Regions from separate parts of the Mus musculus genome. Here region 1 is linked to region 2. The links are chromatin contacts, called in public HiChIP or PLAC-seq maps. All regions are on one chromosome and are shown on one strand. Each heading gives the region's core, a stretch centred on a gene start, on an enhancer-like site or on the middle of the called end of the contact. The rest is flanking DNA. Distances are from core to core; before and after follow the strand shown.

Region 1 (2,700 bases), core at 99-2,598, 130 kb after region 2:
CCTAAACAATACCGAAAGTGGAGGAAGCAGGCTGCCCTGGCAGCAGCACACCGGTTAGTTATCTAATACAATGGTCAGCTCTGAAAATGCACAGGCAAGCGGCATCACACAGACTGAGCAACTTATATTTAGAAATACATACACATTGTTGATGCATGTAGCAACAATTAGTGGGAAAAAAAAAGGCCATGAACTTGAAAGAAACAAAGGAGTGGGAGATGGGGAGATTAGAGGGAAGAAGGAAAGGGTGAATGTAATTATATTATATTACAATTATAACCTCAAAATGAAGAAAAATATTTTTGGAAGAGAAATATCTTTAAAAAAATAGTGAAAAATTACTATGGAAGACATTCAAAGTCAATCCCAGGACCCCACTGCATGAACACACACGTCACCCACCCACTCACCTGCCCCACACAAATGCAGATGTACACAAACAGAAAACTCACTAGGCCAGAGTACATGGAAAAATTAATGGCCATTATCTGCAGATAATGGAATTGTGGGTTATGAAATAAATGTTTTATATTTTCGTAAGTGCTCAGTTGCAAGCAAATATTACTATTGTAGTCCTTGGAAATTCTATTTAAAAAAAGATAGCTCTGCTATCACTTTGGCAGTAAATATTTGCCCAAGAGGAAGATGGGGGGGGGGGCAGAACTTTGCAGTGGCCTGAGCAAAGGAGCCACCATTAGGAAGGACGACTAAGGAGGCGTCCTTATGTTTTCACAGAGTGAAAAACTGCTATTTTCTTGTATTCCTTTTTACACGTGAGGAAGGAGGCCAGGGAGGAAAAAGGAAAGTGAAGAAAAGCATGGGATAGTGGAGGGAGGAAGGGAAGCGGAGGGGGAGAGGTAAGACGGAGAGAGGGAGGGGGAAGGAGTTAGACTACAGTGGACACAAGCTCATTTGGTAGCAGTAGATCAAGATAAGTCTCTGGATTCTAATCAACCCCTCTTCTAGAAACAGTCCTATCAGGCACTTACTCGGACCTTTTATATTCAGGAGCCACCCAGGATTGAATTCATTTTTAAAAAAATAAAAATAAAAACAGGCAACTAGCCTGTAAGTGGAAACACACCTCTGGTTGTTTTGTTTTTTGGTTTTTGGTTTTTTTGGTTTGTTTTCGTTTTTTGTTTGTTTGTTTTGGGTTTTTTTGTTTTGTTTTGTTTTGTTTTGCTTGGTTTGGTTTGGTTGTATTTATAAAACTGTTTCTAGTAAGATTGAAGTGAGAACATAAGACTCTCCTAGAATGTGGGCGGCACCTTCACATGGGCTGGGACGGAAGACTGCTTAAGAAAGAAAAGCCAGTGGGCCCCGCCCTTCATCCCTCTCTGCTTCCTGACTCCAAAGGAAAGATGACCAGCCACTCCACACCCCTGCTACCAGACTCCATGGTGAACTGTACCCTCAAGCTGTGAGCAGGGTAGGCACCCCTCCCTTGAGAAGCCCACACTGTCACTTGGATAGGTCTTACTTCCTTCCGAGCTCCCCTCTTTCTCCTCATCTTCCTTAAGTCTATGATAAAATGGCTGTATAAAATCCTGAACAACCCTCCAAAAGAGCAAAGTCCCATGAGCCTTCCTTCAGTCGTTCTTGTGGGGTGTATTGTAACACCACCAAGAAATGACATGAATACCTCCCCTGAGAGGGAATACTGTGTAGAAGGCGACCTGTGATTGCCAAGTCAGAGACAGTGAGTGGCAATAAGGTTCTCGGACATACACTTTAGTTCCTGGCTTCACAAACAGAATCCGTTAACGTGTCGTGGAAAGTACACTGACCACTGTATTCTGCAACCAAATGGAGATGCAATATAATGAGTTGTAGAATTTTCTTTTGGAGAGCTATATTCACGTTATGGAAATATCTTTTTAAAGGAAAACGTTAAAAAAAAAAAAGTTAGCCAAATATTGAAAAGAACAGTTCTTTATTTGAAAGGAAACATTAAGAAAACATGTCCAAATATCCTACTAAAAATGCTGTTGGTTCGGTACCTGGCATGCCCTGCCTAGTGCGCAGGCGCACTACCACTCTTGCTTCCTCTTTCATCACCATCTTCACCTGGGTGCTTGTTGCTGCGTAACCTTCCCAGGGCGGCCTCGTGCCTCTGCTCTCAGGAGTATGTCTCCTAAGGGATGTTTATTCTGTTCTACATTCGGCTAGCCTTCGCTGGTATAATGAGAAAACTAGTCTTTAAGGCATACACTAATGACACAATACAGACTCCCAAGGACTTCAAAGGGCTTAAAGATAATTAGTACACATGTCACTTCTCTACCTTAGATACAGAAAACCTGAGGAACAAGAAATGGAAACGCTTTAATCATAAGTTAATTGAGAAAAAGCGATGAGCCGTACTGTAAGTGCCAAATTAACAACCTAATTGTCTTTTTTTCCCCTTTCATTGTTTTTCGTGTATATCAAGGAAAGCATAAGCCCTATTAAATCTGTCCTAATATTTGGAATGGAAAAATGTCACAGGAGCATTAAAGTCCCTTGGAAATAGCATCTTTTGTGTTGTGATTATAAAAAAAAGATGACATCAACTACACAAAATGCAAAACAAGAATGCAAAACAGGTTTTGAATGTTTCTGAAGGTGGGTCCACCATACAAAGCATCGTTCTATCATTTACAAGCTATCATTTATCATTTTTCTTCCTATGCAAAATGCTCAAGAAGGGATGGGCATGGA
Region 2 (2,700 bases), core at 144-2,643:
TCATCATAACTGGAAGGATGGCTATGAATGAATAAACATAATACAATACAATACAATACAATACATTACAACACAACACAACACTATACAATACAGTGCAGTACAGTCCAATGCAATCCAATCCAATACAAAAGGAGAACATGACTGCTCGGAACGGGTTGAGGATTTTATTGTAGATATAAGGAAAAGCACAAGTAGAGATATCTGGAATTGTCTAGAATGAACCAGGCCAAGAGGGAGAGGGCAGGGTGAAAGAGGAAGAGAAGAGAGAGAGAAAAGGAGGACTAAGAAGCTAGGAGACCACAAGCCCAAGAGGACAAGACATAAAAAGGGCCACGTGGGCTCCAGCTGCCTGTGTAGCAGCTTGGGGGGATGGGGTTTAACTGGGAAGGGGGATAACATTTGAAATGTAGACAAATAAAATAACTAATAATAAAAGAAGGGGCTCATGTAGCCAAAATGGCTGGGTTATGTAGGGAAGAGCAGCTGGGGGAAGGACAGAGAAGCTTAGGGGTTGGAGAGGCTGAAGTGTAAAGCCTAAACAACTCCAACTTTGAGAAGAAACTCCATTTTGTGCAAGACCTGACCCGGAGTTAAACTCCAGTTACAGGAAGAAAACCACAAAGTCCACGTGAGCAAACATTCTATGGCAACCCCCCCCGCCCCCCCCCCACACTCCCACCCCCCTTAGCAACAGCCAGTCAGGCCACAGCAGCAGAGTCAAGGTACATACAGATAACCAAAGACATCCTGCAGAAATAGATAACCCAGCCAGCCTGATTGTCAGGTGATTTTGCCCCCTTGTTTGGTTCCTGCAGATTACACCAGAAATGCAGCTTTTAAAACTTGCTGACCTGTATGGAAATTCCCTGAGCTGGTGGTTGTAACCACAATAAATACCCCTAAACTGGGGCTTTCACTTCTGACCCTCTGCAATGATGACAGTAAGTATTCTTGCTCACGAGTGGTCTAATAAAGACCCTTGAGTGTTTGCATCAGAATTGGCTCCTCGGTGGTCCCTGCGACTTGGGCATAACAGAGGGTAGAGGGCTGGGTGAGAAGCAGTAAAGACCAGGACTCTGAAACAGGCAGACTGCTGCAGGAGGGGCCAGAGCCCGCTTTGATATGTTAATAGACACCTCAGCTTTTTGTCCCTGGTTCCAGACCTAACAGGATAGAATTGCCAGCTATTTGAAACTGAGACTTGGAGCAGATGTGAGAGAAAGACTGGGAAATTTTTGGAGGAATCTTCTAAATCTGATCTGCCTGTTAGACAGGTGGGAGGAGCCACCTAGGAGATGGTTGGGCATTAGGACCCAGAGTTAACCAACTCAGTCTAACCGCTGCCCTTCATCTATCCTCCAACCTGTAGGCTAACAAGGATCAGCTCACATTGCTTCTTGTAATAATTGACGTCACAGAAGTTACACAGAGTCCGTTTACACTGGTTATGCCTTTTAATCCTCACAGCTACTCGGAAGGTGACTTCACCTTCATTGCTTGGGTGAGGAAATCAGGCATCTTGTTTAAGGTCCCGTTGCCAGGAAGTGTGCGAGGGTGATCTCAAGACAACTCCCTCCTTCCAGAGCTGCTCTGGAGAGCTTCCTCCCATGATGAAGCCATGGTGTATCCTGCCTACCTGGGCAGTTTTGTTGGCTTAGGCCTCAGGACTCTGAGATCCTTATCAGTTTTACACCCTGGGCTTCTTTCTATCTGATTGATTTGGAAACTGTAATGGCTTTTTACCATTGCTCACCTCAGCAGGAGGAAAACCCGGTCCCAGCCCAGGAAAGCAACTAGCTTCTTCAGAATGTCTTTGGGTAATGAATAGCTTCCCCATCCACTCTGAGTCAATCTAAGAGCCTTAAAATAAATATTAAATTAAGAACCAACAACATTGTCACAACTACCTCAATTAAATACACAAACATCTGCTAATCTTATGAAGCAGAGACAAAAAGAAAAAAGAAAAAAAAAAAGAAAAGTTAGCGCACATTTGAATAAAAGTCACAAAATTGCTGCCATAACTCTTCCCCTGTCTCTCCTTTGCTCCCACCATCCTCCCACCCAGTTTTCTTTAATGACAACATCACTGTTCTTCCCACCAAAACCTGGCTTTCAAGTCTAGGAAAGCATCAGAAAGTCCCTGCTGAGCTGCCAGCTGGAGAAGTGTCACAGGCCACTGAACTCTAAAATGAGCTGTCTCTGTGACAAAAGGTCCCCTTCCCTGGGAATAACTTCAAGGGATCTCACACTGAGACCCCATTGCTCCTTTTGTATTCCAGTTTGATTAAACTGGGACTTGTGCTCAGGGCTGTTGAGAATCCAGGTGGCGGATCCTAGAGATAAAGGGTTATATAGATCCTTTGTTAGAAACAAACACTCCCATTAGATAGCTTACAACCTCCCAGTCTTCATGCCAGGAGCATTTCAGACAGCCTAGTGGTTTTACACTGAGAAAACAATCAATAAATCAATTTCCAATTCTCTCCTGGCTAGAGATTACCGTTGGTGGTAAAACACAGCCTACCCAGTGGCTAAAATGGAAAGAATTAAAAATTAAGCATTTATACTTGGTGTACATGTATAAGATCATCTAAGAATAAATAAAAGTTATCCTACTGGCTGGTGAGATGGCTCAGTGAATAAGAGCACTGACTGCTCTTCAGAAGGTCCTGAGTTCAAATCCCAGCAACCACA

Evidence for each region. HiChIP or PLAC-seq counts read pairs in DNA pulled down with a chosen protein or histone mark.
Region 1: a contact with region 2 is called in an H3K27ac HiChIP or PLAC-seq map of embryonic stem cells, with 3 times the contacts expected there. The contact joins two enhancer-like sites. A contact is called at or near these places in 1 of 484 Hi-C or Micro-C datasets (nephron progenitors), 3 of 115 datasets of contacts at active chromatin or transcription factors (embryonic stem cells and stem cell-derived neural progenitor cells) and 2 of 9 other capture datasets (adipose tissue and liver).

Annotation. Positions count from the first base shown.
Region 1 is chr1:151,309,388-151,312,087 of GRCm38.p6, forward strand. It overlaps the pseudogene Gm10138. Among named protein-coding and RNA genes, the nearest start is that of Ivns1abp, 34 kb to the right of the region's middle. Within about 2 kb of position 1,349, at least 8 of the 459 cell types and tissues checked have an H3K27ac peak or open chromatin away from gene starts, as enhancers often do. A contact at or near this core is called in embryonic stem cells, where this site is marked.
Region 2 is chr1:151,176,483-151,179,182 of GRCm38.p6, forward strand. No RefSeq gene overlaps it. Among named protein-coding and RNA genes, the nearest start is that of Gm36139, 23 kb to the left of the region's middle. Within about 2 kb of position 1,394, at least 194 of the 459 cell types and tissues checked have an H3K27ac peak or open chromatin away from gene starts, as enhancers often do. A contact at or near this core is called in embryonic stem cells, where this site is marked.